Linked DNA regions of Rattus norvegicus: region 1 is linked to region 2. The links are chromatin contacts, called in public Hi-C maps. All regions are on one chromosome and are shown on one strand. Each heading gives the region's core, a stretch centred on a gene start, on an enhancer-like site or on the middle of the called end of the contact. The rest is flanking DNA. Distances are from core to core; before and after follow the strand shown.

Region 1 (7,059 bases), core at 3,896-6,395, 470 kb before region 2:
AACCAGATCTTCTGCAAGAGCAGGAAGTTCTCTTAACTGCTGAACCATCGCTGTGGACAAGGTTCCATTCAGACTCACATTCATGAAGCCTCTGAGCTTGTTGGAAAGTAGTAATCTGAGGCAGAACATGGAGATGTCGGAAGGAGAGCAGATTTGATTCAAGTCTTTAAACAGTCAGGCTTGTGAGAAAAAGCTGCGGTAGAAAAATCAGGTTTCCCTTTCGTCCTTTTGGTGATAGGAATGCATTTTATTTCAAGCGCCAGTAAGCACTCTTCGTATTTCCGATGAGTTAACCTCTCTATCATTTCCATAATGTCTTTCAGGTACAAGACTGCCACGTCTAATTTTAGTGCACGTTGGAACTTCCCTGGCAAAATATCATGCATTAATTTTATTTATAAATAGGAATTAATGTTTAAATATAATTATAATCTGGAAGGATAAGTCGGAGCAAGAAGAATCAAATATAACTCCGTTGTCACCTTTGCATATGTACTGTGGCTTCCGGTTTACTGTTTGGATGGGATTCCTGCGTATGGGAACCGGTGGCTCTGTTTCTTGTGCCTTTCCTTAGGTTCTTTTCCTTCTGTCTGTTTGCTTTGTCTTATTCTGGTGTATTGGTTTTTGTTCTGTTTTACAATTTACTTTATTTAATCCCTTAGAAGCCTGTTTATTTTCTAATGAGAGACAAGAAGGGAATGGATCCAGACAGAAGGTGAGGTGAGGAGGAACTGGGAGGAGTAGACAGAGGGGAGACTGTAATCAGGATACATTAGATGAAGAAAAAAAACCTATTTCCAAAGAAAGAAAAAATGGAATATTTTTTCCAGTGTATGGGGTATGCATTCAGAGTTAGGGATAAGAGGAGGATCATGGGGTGGAGACGCAGAAAGTTAAAAATGCTCCAGCCCTGAGCAGGTACAACTGACTTCCTCTCCACAGACAACCGACTTCCTCTCCACAAACCCCTGACTTCCTCTCCACAGACCACTGACTTCCTCTCCACAGACAACTGACTTCCTCTCCACAAACCCCTGACTTCCTCTCCACAGACCACTGACTTCCTCTCCACAAACCCCTGACTTCCTCTCCACAGACCACTGACTTCCTCTCCATAGACAACTGACTTCCTCTCCACAAACCCCTGACTTCCTCTCCACAGACCACTGACTTCCTCTCCACAGACCACTAACTTCCTCTCCACAGACCACTGACTTCCTCTCCACAGACAACTGACTTCCTCTCCACAGACCACTAACTTCCTCTCCACAGACCACTGACTTCCTCTCCACAGACAACCGACTTCCTCTCCACAGCCTGGTTTGTGGGTCTTTAGGGAAACACTTTACCTGTGCAGGCAATTTCAGTGGTTTGTTGAGACAAGGTCTCATATAGGCTTGGCTATCCTAGAACTTGTCACAGAGATCCATCTGCCTCTGCCCAAGGGCTGGGATTAAAGGTGTGTGCAACCCACCAAGCCTGGCTGCTTAAATGAGTTGGAAGGTCTTGACTCTTGCAGGAAGCAAGCACAATGCAGATCTGAGGGCAAGGCCTCTCCTTCCCTTCCTGTGCCCCTTGATTGTCCATCATCTGTCCTGCCTCAGGAGGCTGAGTCAGCATAAAAATGCTAATATATGCAGGATCTAAATAGCTGTTCTTGTTTCTCTTTAGATTTGTGTGTGTGTGTGTGTGTGTGTGTGTGTGTGTGTGTGTGTGTGCGCGCGCGCGTGTGTGCGTGCAGTGGCATTAGCATGGTGGTCTGAGGACAAGTGGAAGCGGCTCACCCCTCCGTCCTGGGTGTCCCTAGAATAAACTCAGTGCCTCAGTCTTAGCAGCAAGTGTCTTTTCCCACTGAGGCATCTCCTCCGTCCTGCTTTGTAGCTCAGGCCTTCCTCGGGCCCTCTGTGTAGCAAGGGAAAGTTTTGAATTTCCGAGCCTCCTTCGTCTTCCTCTCAAGAGGGTCAATTACCTCCCAAGAGCTTAGACTCCATGCCTGGCTCAGGGTGTGTAAAACTGAATCCCTCTGTGAGTAGCTTGTAGCTAGGAGAGAATTATAAAAAATGTACAAGGGTTTTGAGAGTAATTCTGTGACTGCTGTGCACACCCAGAAGACGGTTGTTCCAGAAATGCAGGGAACACAGCTCTTCCACGGCGTCCTCACCAGCAAGTGCTCAGCGGCCGGAGAATCTATTTTCGTGCTGCTGTGTCTCAGGGAAAAACCAGGACTGTTTCCAGCGGCAGCAGTTGAGGCTCTAACCCTGGTCTGCCACTCGCTCACTCACCAAAGATGAGCTTCCTCATCCTCCCCCACCACACAGTGTCCCTCCGCTCAGGGACGACGCTGGCAGATGTGACACCTGTCCTTCTAACTTCCAGTTAATTTATTTCCAGACAGGTGGCTACATGTTTTCTCTACATAACGGGGAGAAGGGGGATCACCGTGTGTCTTGCGTTATCCACAGGAGTCAGAGGTGCTTTCCTTTCAGGCTGTGACTCATTTGAAAACACGAAGAGAACCTTGACCTTCACGAATTTGCTGTGATTTTAAAAGCACGATCACCTCCCGCCCGCTTTGAAGATGAATTGAACGCCAGACTTGATCAGTAGGACTTTTCGTCCCAGAGGAAAACACCCTGGAAGCCTGAGGGTAACACAGTTACAATGGCTCTGCTGAAAGAAAAGTTATTTCAATCACAAGTGGCTGACTGTTGTCTTCATAAATCCCAGTTTCTCCGTGTGTAAAACAAGTGCTTCAACAGCCGTCTTTGTTTCCTTCGGCCTTGCCTGCGTGTCTATAATTTGTTTACTAGTTTTCTTTTTAAAATATTTTAAAACAGCATAATTTTTATTGTTTTATTTTTAAGTGTGTGTGTGTGTGTGTGTGTGTGTGTGTGTGCGCGTGCACATGAACGAAGACACCAGTGGATGCCAGAGGCATCAGATCTCTCTGGAGCTGGGAACAATGGGCAGTTATCCCCGTGTAAGTGTTGGGAACCAAACCCATGTCTTTTGCAAGAGCAGTGGGTGCTCTTAACTACTGGGCCGGCTCCCAGTGCCGCGCCTCTTTATTTTTTACTGAGAATCGAACCCAGGGCTCGTGTGTGTTGGGCAAGCACTCTACCACTGAGCTACAGCCACAGCCTAATATTTTTGAGTTAGCGTCCTTGGAATGTGTTAGGGACCTTTTAAGAAGAAAGAAAAGACAACATAACTCAACTCGTATCGGGGTACTCAAAACTGCATAGCGTTATTGCGTCCTGCAGCCTCTGTATTATGGCGACCCCATCACGGGGAGATACTGACAGAGATGTATTCAAGATCTGAATGGGAAAAACCTCTGAAGGAAATCACAGGAAAGACAGTCCACGTTCATGGATGAGACTTAACCTGGTTAAGACACCCCACCCCCTCTCTGTCCTCTCTACCCTGGGAGCAGCTCTTCTGCCTTTGCCCCTCACCCCTTGCCTGCTCCAAGTCTCTACCCGCTCCCCTATAAGGAGCGCCTCTCAGCTGCTGAGTTGTCCGCTCTCCTCAGTGGAGTTGAAGCGACCACAGATGCCCACAGATGAGGGCCTCAGCAGCTTGGCGGTCTGGCGGCCTCTGACCTCGCTTATCCCTAGCCCACAGCTTCCAAACCAGCGCCATTTCAAGGGACATCGACACAAGCCGCCAAGTTCATTGGACCTGGGGCTGCTATAGTTGGGGTGGCTGGCTCTGGGGCAGGAATTGGGACTGTTTTGGGGAGTCTCATCATTGGCTATGCCAGGAACTCTTCTCTGAAGCAGCAACTCTTCTCCTCTCTTCGCCCTCTCTGAGGCCATGGGTCTCGACCTCTTTGAGGCCATGGGGCTCTTTTGCCTATGGTGGCCTTCCTCATCCTCTTCACCATGTGAAGCAGCTGTCTCCAGCTCCACCTCCCGTGGTTCTTCCGTGTCTCGTCTGCCTTGTGTGTTCCTTTTCCTGTGCCTCCCCAAGAAGTCTGGGGAAAGTGCTTGGCTCAGGGTTTGACAAAGAGAAGACAAATAAATACTGTATTAATAAGAAAAAAAAAAAAACATGGTTAAGACATTCCTCCCAACTTGATCTGGAAGATCCAGTGTGATTCCAGAAGTCGACTTCTTCATGAAAAGATTTTATATGGAAAAACCAAATAAGACCAGAGTGGCCGACACGAAATTGACTAGGGACAAAGCCGGAGTGCTGACTCAGCTTCAAGCCTTCCAGTGAAGCTCCGGTAACGAAGACAGCACGGAATGGATGACTGAATGAAGGTACAGAGAGAGCGCCTGTCCACGTACACACGGCCAGCTGCAGCAAAGTCGACACAGTAAAGAAAGGGGCAGCACGCCAGACAGGACTGGACACGGTCACTGGGCAGTTTGTGCCACACTGAGGTACAGTTAATATTAAAATGAATCGCAGACTTAAAAATTAAAGCACAAAACTAAAAGAAATGTCTAAAAGATAACACAGGAAAAAAATCTAAACGATCTTATACTTGGTAATAACTTTTAAGATACGATTCGTAAAAACTGGTAAATGGGTGTCATTAAAGACTTCTGGGGCCAAGGAGCCGGCTCCTCTGGTAAAGCCTTGTGTGTGTGAGGACTCGAGTTTGGATCCTCCAGGACCCGTGTCTGTAATCTCGGAAATGATGAAATGGGGAACGGAAACAAGAAGGTCCCTGGAAGCTGGGGGCCAGTTAGTCTTGTTTATGTAGCAAAGTTGCAGACCCTGCATCAAATGGAAGGTGGGAAACCCCTTAGGACTGACACCCTAGGTCCCTCTGGCCTTCGCATGTGCGCCACGCACACGTAAGCACACGCATCTCTTAAAAATAAAGACTTCTTATCTGAGAAAGAAACTATTAAAGAATGAAAGATGAGTCAGAGATTTGGGGGGAGGGCAGGGGGATTGCAAAGCACCATCTCATAGTCTTTGGATCTGAACTACACAAGAACTCGGCAAATGTCTCCGTATTAAAACAAACCGTGATTATAGTAGCAAGCCATCTGACCATATACCTCACCAGAGAAGACGCAGAGTCGGGAAAACAAACAGATGAGCAAAAACCACACAGTATGAGAAATGCATGAAGCAGCTACGAGACGGCAGTTAAGCCCTGGTAAAATAGCCCAGGTCCCAAACACCGATGACACCAAACCCTGGCAAAGATAGCCACTGACTCATTCAGTGCTAGCGCGAATGTGAGCAGGTGTGGCGACCTGAGGAGACCATCAGGAGTTCCTCAGAAAATTAAATCCTTGACCCAGCTACTCCTTGGTGATGAAACAAAGGAATCGAAAGGCTCCAGAAAAATCCACACACAGCAGCTTCCTTCCTTGTCCACACAGAAAAACAACCAAGATGTCCATTACTAGATGAAGGAGAGTAAAAATGAAAAGTCCGGTGTGTCAGCCCAGTTACTCAGCGGTGAAGGGAAATGAGCTAACCAGCCACAAAAAGACACAAGCTAAGCCCTGTGGTGGCCCCGGCCTTAGAGGCAGAGGGAGCTGCGTGAGTTAGAGGCCAACAGGGTCTAGAGAGTAAATTCCAGGACAGCCAGGGTTATATAGAGTCTGTCTCAAAACAAAACGAATCTGCAAAAGCAACAAAGTATTCAGGTAAGGGGTTGGGGGAGGAAAACCAGTCAGAAAAGGTTAAGTACCTCTGAGTTCCGCTGCATGACGTTTTGGAAAAGGCAAAACCACAGAGACTATTTTAAAAAAGTCAGTGTTTTACAAGGATTTGAGGGTCGCCAAAGAAGGATGAACGCTGTAGGCCAAGAGATAGTTAAGGCAGTGACACTCTCCTGTGGTGGTGTCGTGATAAGACTGTGGCTTTATGTGTGCACCAAAACATCAGAGAACACAAGGGTGAACCTGAGATAGGCTGTGGGCTTCAGTTATGAAGACAGGTGCCGCATGGGCTGTACCCCAATAAGCTAATTGTCTGTAGAAAACAGTGTTCGGTCACAAGCACCACTGCACCGGACCTGCTCTCTGGGTTGATGACTGTCCCCTGGCAGTGATCAATGATGGACATCTGTCCCACTCACCATCTGCAAAGGCCACCAGTTAAAGTGAAGGCTTGTTGTCCGTTTCCCATCAGCTGGCTATACCGAGCTTACAGAAACAGAACGGCTTTTCCCGATCAGTGGTTGGCAAATGCGTTCTTCAGGTCCGTGGCTTCTCTTTTGTCCTTTAGCAGGTTGTTTTGCAAACAAAACACATTAACTTCCAATGAAGCAACGCTTTGAGGCCTAGGTCTAAGAATTCTTAAGCCTAAACTCAAATGCTTTCTCCCATGTTTCCATTCTCACTTACATTTGGGGCCTATTATGGTTATATAATGTGTGAAATGTAGATTTTTCCTCCCTCTCTCTGTCCATCTACCTCCCTTTTTCCTTCCTTCTCCCTTCATCCCTTATATTTATTTATATTTTAAGACGGAGTCTCAGAGCTGGAGTCAGTGGTTAAAAGTACTGACTGCTCTTCCAGAGGTCCTGAGTTCAAATCCCAGCAACCACATGGTGGCTCACAACCATCTGTAATGAGATCTGATGCCCTCTTCTGGTGTGTGTGAAGATAGCTACGGTGTACTTATCTAATGAGAGAGAGAGAGAGAGAGAGAGAGAGAGAGAGAGAGAGAGAAGGAAGGAAGAAGAAAGGAAGAGTGTCATATAACCCAGACTGACTTTGAACTTCTGCTACTCTTGCCACTACTGCCTAAGGGATGGGATTGCAGGCATGTGCCGCCATAGTCAGTCTATGAATGCCGGGCTTGAACTGGGGGATTCATGCATGCTAGGCAAGCATGTTACCAACTGAGCTTTATCTCCAGGCCCCAAGAATATTTTCTTATGGTGTGCACACGAAGTGTGTGTGTGTGTGTGTGTGTGTGTGTGTGTGTGTGTGTGTGTGTGTGTTCATGTGTTCATATAGCCCAAACTGGCCTGGAACTTGTGATCCTTCAGCTTCAGTCCCCACAGAACTGAAATTATAGACATGTTCCGCCCCCTCTGCCTAGTTAGCTTAATAGTAACATACCGTGCCGTGG
Region 2 (6,169 bases), core at 221-2,720:
CACAGACGTGACCTCCCTCACGCAAATGAGAGACACTTTTCACGGTAGCTTTTATTGCCAACAGACTTACATCTATAGTCACTGAAACAATTAACTATTTAAAAATGGTTGCTTCTCTCAATCGTCGAGCCGTGGTTATTCTGTGTGCTGGGAGAAGAGCCGGTCACAGAAACATAACGAGGTGCATCTTCTAGAAAACGTCTAGCTACACCGCTTGTTCCATGCTTTGGGGACTGTATGGACGGACGCAAAAACCCACGTGGTCTTAGTGTCTAAGTCAGAGGGCCAGAGGGGCTGCTCTGGAATCAGAAGTGCATGGGTGGCCGTCCCGCTGATAAAGGCACGCACTCCAGTACCTAATAATGAGGACAGCAGCATTGTCTAGAGTTAGCCTGCCACCTGCCATACCTGGGCCACAGGAGGGGATGTTATATGCTGCCTCCACTTGGTTATCCCAGAAGCTTGGCTATGGCGTGCCGGGACTGTGGTGAAAGGCATGAGACCAGAAGCAACACCGTTTCTCTAAAGAGTCCCAAGAGGTGAGGGAGTCCAAGTTGACCGATCACCTTCACCTGTTACATCTTGGGGTCTCCGAATGCTCATCAAATCGCCTAAGTTCTATCATAGAAAAATATTAGGAACCTTAAAGTTGGCTTTGTATTTCTGTTCCTCCCAGGTGACTTAGGGAGTGAATTCCATGCCAATATCAGAATAGACAGGGGCGGTTGGCCATTCTCCCAGACAGACGCTGTTACAGTAACTGTTGGTGCTTCACAAAAGGTAACAGAAACAAAAGAGATACTTTCAAATATTCATATAGCAATATGTATAATTGACCACCAGAATGCTTTTGAAAAACTGTTAAAATACCTTGTTACACATTACGTTTATGCCGAGCTATCCCCTAAGCCTGGGGCTCTTAAACATTAAATGTTTCATTCTGAACACAAAGAAATTCACATAATTTCACAATACTCAGAAACAGGTTATATCCAAAAGTCAGCCAAACAGAGAACATTCAATTGGCAACTCACACACAGTGTTAAACAAGGAAAAAGAAGAAGAAAAGAAACTCGTGGTCCCCAGACTGGTTAGTCTACTCGTCTCTGTCTCCTGAGCTGTTGCTTGACTCCACTGTGAGTGACTTTGGTTGTGGTAAAGGAATTTCCTCCAGTGTGAACCTGTACGTCCTCGGTAGCTCGGGTTTCAAATTCACCCCATAGGCATGGCCCTCTACGTACAGTGGGTTCATTTCCTGTGGTTTCTCTTACACCCTAAGAGAGGAATCGTAAGTGTGTTTGGGGGTCTCATGGACTCACCCCAGGGCATCTGAGAGGGCAGGGAGTGGAAAGGAAGGCTTTTCAACCTGGTCCCCAGCATCCTGCTGATGTCAGCAGTTTCCATGAAGGATGTGGTCGCGTGAACTTTTGCACCCTTTTCTTTCCCGAGGGCTCCACAGCGGCGCCATCTACTGGGCAAAAGCCTTCAGCACCCCCAGCTCATTCCTGAGCCTGATCCTTTGTCCATACTGAAAGTGGGCACACCAGCCCTGTAAGGCCTCCTCCCACTCCAACACTCTCACACTTCCCCCGAGCATGTTGGGGGTGGGGTTCTAGTTAGATTATAAACAGGAACCCATCCACCTTAAAGCTGGGTCAAGAAAGGATGTGAGTCTGCAGGTTTTTCATCTGCCTGTCCCTTTTCCTCTTCTCCAACACCTGCCTCTTCCTTGTCTTCTGCTGGCTGCTCCCCGCCCTTCTGTTTAGTTCTGTTGAGACACAGTCTCATGTAGCCCAGGTTAGCCCTGAACTAGCCTTTACCTTAACCCAAGTGCTAGGGTTACGGAAATGTACCACACATGAGGCTTGCTTTCCCTCTGTCATGGCCCGTGGTGAGAGCCCCTCCTTCCCTTTCTGTGCCATGGGTTGTGAGACCATGAACTCTGATCTGCGGGTCTGCAAATGAGAACCGATCAACAACCGCCAACCTTGGTGTTATTTTTCATATCCAGTTGTCCATGTCAGGAAACCCCAGAGGCTCAGCACAGAGCTGATCTGTGTCTGGACATATACGTGCCGAGGTGCACATCCCATCTGACCTAAGGAAAGCATCTGCGTGTGTATAATACACACATGCAGTTCACACCCGAAAAGCCCTAGTATAAAGTTGCAATTTTTTTCTAGCCAATATAAAATGTGCCAGTTTTAAAACTGTGCATTCGTTGCTTGCAAACTTATAAATATGTATAAACCCCATTATAAATAAATCTTGTCTGGCAGATGGCATTTTATCTGCCAGCCACAGTTGCAGGGAGTTATAAGTAATTATTAATTCCCCATTTTTAAATTCACAGTATGGGCCTGAGATATACGATGTGAAGTGGTGTGAAATTTTCCTCATAAACGGTGGAGATGGAGTCCACCAATAAGAGTCAAGGAAGGGCTGGAGACTCGCCCACCAGTCAACGTCAAAGCCCAGACCTTTGGCATCCGCGTGTCCTCACGCTGAAAACTCAAGCATTCTGTTTTTACACTAGGCCTACTAAGTCAGGAGCTCAGGGGGCAGAGCCTTGAAATCTATGTGTGTGGTCCAGGGAGCCTGGTTCTTTGGTGTCTGCCTTCGGCTCTGAGACTGATTATTACAAATACCGATCTCTGCCCCAGGATGCCCCAGCTCACAGAGTGTGCACAGCCATGCACGTGGCTGGGCAGAAATCTCTGGAGATAGTCTTCCATCCATGCTGACTGTGGTGGAGCTCCTCCCTGCCCCATCCACTGGCTATCCTAGGTGTGTTCGGTTCTGCTCCTGGGGCTCAGCAGCATGTAGATGCCCCCAGTGAACCCTTGGTGGAGTCGTGCTCCACAATGCAAGCATTCCTTAGCAGCTATTTCCTTCTTGACTTCCGGGATCATTTCCAAAGTAAACTATAGGTATCCAAATATCCCCTGGAGCTCCCTTTGGTAGAAAATTAGCTAATTCACCAATCACAAGTCCTGTCTCTCTCAGGCAAGTGGTTCAGTCCTTCCTATACTTCGAAATGGGAAGTATGAGGAGAAATGAATTGCCTGTTGCTTCCACGTGGGTGAGCTACTGTCAGAGCCTCAGAAGACCTTAGTAAGTCCTGCATTCTTTCCTAGATCTAGCCATTGACCATTGCCATCCAATTTCTTCAGCTGATATACAAGGGCCCCTTCAGCTGAAACATCTTGGAAACACCTGCCCATTAACCCAGATAAGGCCAAAATTTCTAGGTTTGTATTATGTTCCAGGAGTGGGGTTTATCTACATTGCCTTTCTAGAAAAAACAAAAAACAAAAAACTCCAAAATTTCCCTAAGAACTAGCATCACACAGATGTTTCTGGGCACATGGTCTCTTCTGCAACCTTTCTGCTATCCTCCTAAATGCTATCCAACCAAAAATCTGGTTGTCACCATCCGCAGAAGCTGCTTTTGGTCCCATGGGGGAAAACAGAGATGCACTTTGTGAGTCAAGAGTCCCAGGAAGTCACTTCACATATTTATCTATCCACACCACTCTTTGAGGGAAGCCCTGGGGTGTGGCGTGCAAGCCATGGCTTCAGAGAACCTATTATTCAGAGAGAGCTCACATTGTCCTGGTTGTACTGGGGATGAGCTTCGCGGGGGTGGCCTCTGCTGCATCACTGTCTTGGGGAAGTTGGGTTTCAACTCACTTCAACAAGAAGAGAATGCAGTACTGGATCTAACGTGTAATGGAGGTTACTATAGCCACTCCCATAAGGAAGCCTTCCAGGTGTTTAATGTCACCACGGGGGAAATCTTCCCTTTGAAAAAGGGGCACCTTCAGATGCCAGGACGGACACGGAGCCTGGACACATGACAACGGTGACCTGAATCCCTTGGGCTTTGGGGAATTCATTGTCCCTGGTCCTTCCAACCTAAGCTTTCCCCTCCATTCATGGTTTCTCAAGGCCTTCACGTACAACTGCCTCTGTTGCTAGGAGAACCTCACCGTTGCCACGTGTATCCTGCTGGGCATCAGCCCATCTGTTCTCCATCTGAGATGGCCTGTAACAGAAAGCTGCTCATCAAGACTGAGCAGGTACCCAGCTCTTGGTTCTTAAAATACGAAAGGAACACCATGGCAATGCAAGTGTAGGTCAAAGTCTGTGTTGTCAGCAGGCTGCCCACCTTATGGTGGAGGGAGATTCAAGGATCAGAGGCAACCTAGACCATGATGAGCAGCCCCATGGGAGGTCAGCTGGCCCCAAGAGCTTGCAGAGGTTATCTGAAGCACGGCTAACTCTCCCAGGAAGGCAAGGGATGGTGGGGTTTGGCAGGGGGTTCAGAGCCACTGTGCAAGAGCAGACAGAGGCTGTTTTAAGGCTGCTGAACCCCACCACGCACCACTAATAGATGCAGAGTTCTGGGCGGAGTAGTGGGACACGCGTAACAGGGAGCACAGGATCCAGGCACACACCACACCCTCATGCCTGGCATAGACTTGGCTATTGTGCCCTGGGAGTTGAAGCTCCTGAATGCACAACAGAGTGCTGTTCTGCACAATATGGAGTCGCTCCCTCATAGCCTGAAGCTCTGCCCTACCTGGGCAGATATGGTCTGAGAACCAAGGGTAAGAGGAGCTCGGGCTCACGGAGGAGGATCTTTGGGGTTTTCCTCCAAACCCTGGACTCAAAACGCAAGCAGGCCACACCTGTGCAGAGAAAAATGCTAAGTGACGAGAACAGCTCTGCTGTTAGCTGAAGGTGTGGCCTGAAGTGAGCCTCAGTTTCCCCATGTGTAAGTGAGGCTTGAGGGAATGTCCCATCACCTACACAGTGTTTGTAGAAAGAAGTGATAAACCCCTGTGAATTCTGACATGCTTTACAAGGAACGCAGGCCAGAACATGGGCTGTCAACTGCGACCTCTGCAGTCCACCCTGTGTCTAAAAGATTTCCCTATGTGCAAGTCCAGCCCTCTAATCTGGAATAATAATTATTACATATTTAGGATTAAAATTGAAAAGAGAAAGCACTGATTCCTATATATCCTATTACCCTCAAACTCAACACTGACTTCAGAGAAGTCATTTCTGAGTACTCTTTTTTCTTCTTTTTCTTTTTCTTTAGCTTTCCTAGAGAGAGGAATTAAGCAGAGCAAATGTTGAGGAACTCATGGTCTGCCACACTTTATCCGTGACTTGAATATAAGCATTTTAACAGCGTACAAGTTGAACAAGCGTTCAAGAATGGGTAATTTCATATTTTTTTGTATGTACCTCACATCCAAACACAGGAGCAGCAAGACCTGTATGTTGTGTGCACAGGGCCCAGCCTCTTGGCAGACAGAGTACAGGGTGACTCTTTGGGTATCTCAAAGCTTATGTATGTGGTCACAGAGCAGGAGCCTGGACGGCTACCAACATATCTGCTCATGTCCAGGGCTTCATCCATGTAGTATCTTCCCCACATCACTAAGGAGGCAGCAGTAACCTCAGAATCGATGCTGGAAGACTGATCTACTGCCAGCTTGGATCAAGTGGGCACTCAAAGAATTAAAAACTGCCAAGAGGTTTTCTGCTGAGTCTGGGATCTTCCCTACCCAGCCTTGCCTGTTAGCATCCAATTGACTACAGGGCAGCAAAAGCCAGGATCTCACACACACAATTACAGCTATGCAGAACCCCAATTTGCCCAATGTTTAGTCTCCCCTTAACTACTCTCTTTAAAATATTATTTATTTTTGCTTGCAAGTGTCTAAGTTCATTATGCCTACATGGTGCCTACAGAGGCCAGAAGAGGATAGATTCCCTGGGACTCGAGTTACAGACAGCTGTGAGCTGCCATGTGGGATCGGAGAATTGAACTTGAGTCCTCTGAAAGAGCAGTCAATGTTCTTAACCACTGAGTGCTTCTCTCTCTCTCTCTCTCTCTCTCTCTCTCTCCCCCATCCCTCCCTCCATCTCCCTCTCTTTCCCTCTGTCTCCCCCCTTTCTCTCTACCCACCCACCCTCACACAATACACACACAAACACACACACGAAAACGTAATTCCTCTTAAAAACATCCAATTTTTCATCGCACCACCTTAAAACATAGAGTCCTGTTAAACCGGCCAGGAGTGCTACCACATGGGATCTCTGGGACCAACGCCCAGGTTGCAGTCCTGTGAGGAGGTTACAACAAGCA

Evidence for each region. A called contact is a pair of places that touch in the nucleus more often than the background predicts.
Region 1: a Hi-C map of the A7r5 cell line shows a contact between it and region 2, with 8 times the contacts expected there. The contact joins two enhancer-like sites. A contact is called at or near these places in 11 of 12 Hi-C or Micro-C datasets (the A7r5 cell line, the Rat2 cell line, Schwann cells and 6 more) and 1 of 1 datasets of contacts at active chromatin or transcription factors (oligodendrocytes).

The regions. Positions count from the first base shown.
Region 1 is chr17:14,393,872-14,400,930 of GRCr8, reverse strand. It overlaps the pseudogene Atp5mc2-ps5. Among named protein-coding and RNA genes, the nearest start is that of Spata31a5l1, 99 kb to the left of the region's middle. Within about 2 kb of position 5,145, at least 1 of the 93 cell types and tissues checked has an H3K27ac peak or open chromatin away from gene starts, as enhancers often do. A contact at or near this core is called in the A7r5 cell line, where this site is marked.
Region 2 is chr17:13,925,557-13,931,725 of GRCr8, reverse strand. No RefSeq gene overlaps it. Among named protein-coding and RNA genes, the nearest start is that of S1pr3, 17 kb to the left of the region's middle. Within about 2 kb of position 1,470, at least 1 of the 93 cell types and tissues checked has an H3K27ac peak or open chromatin away from gene starts, as enhancers often do. A contact at or near this core is called in the A7r5 cell line, where this site is marked.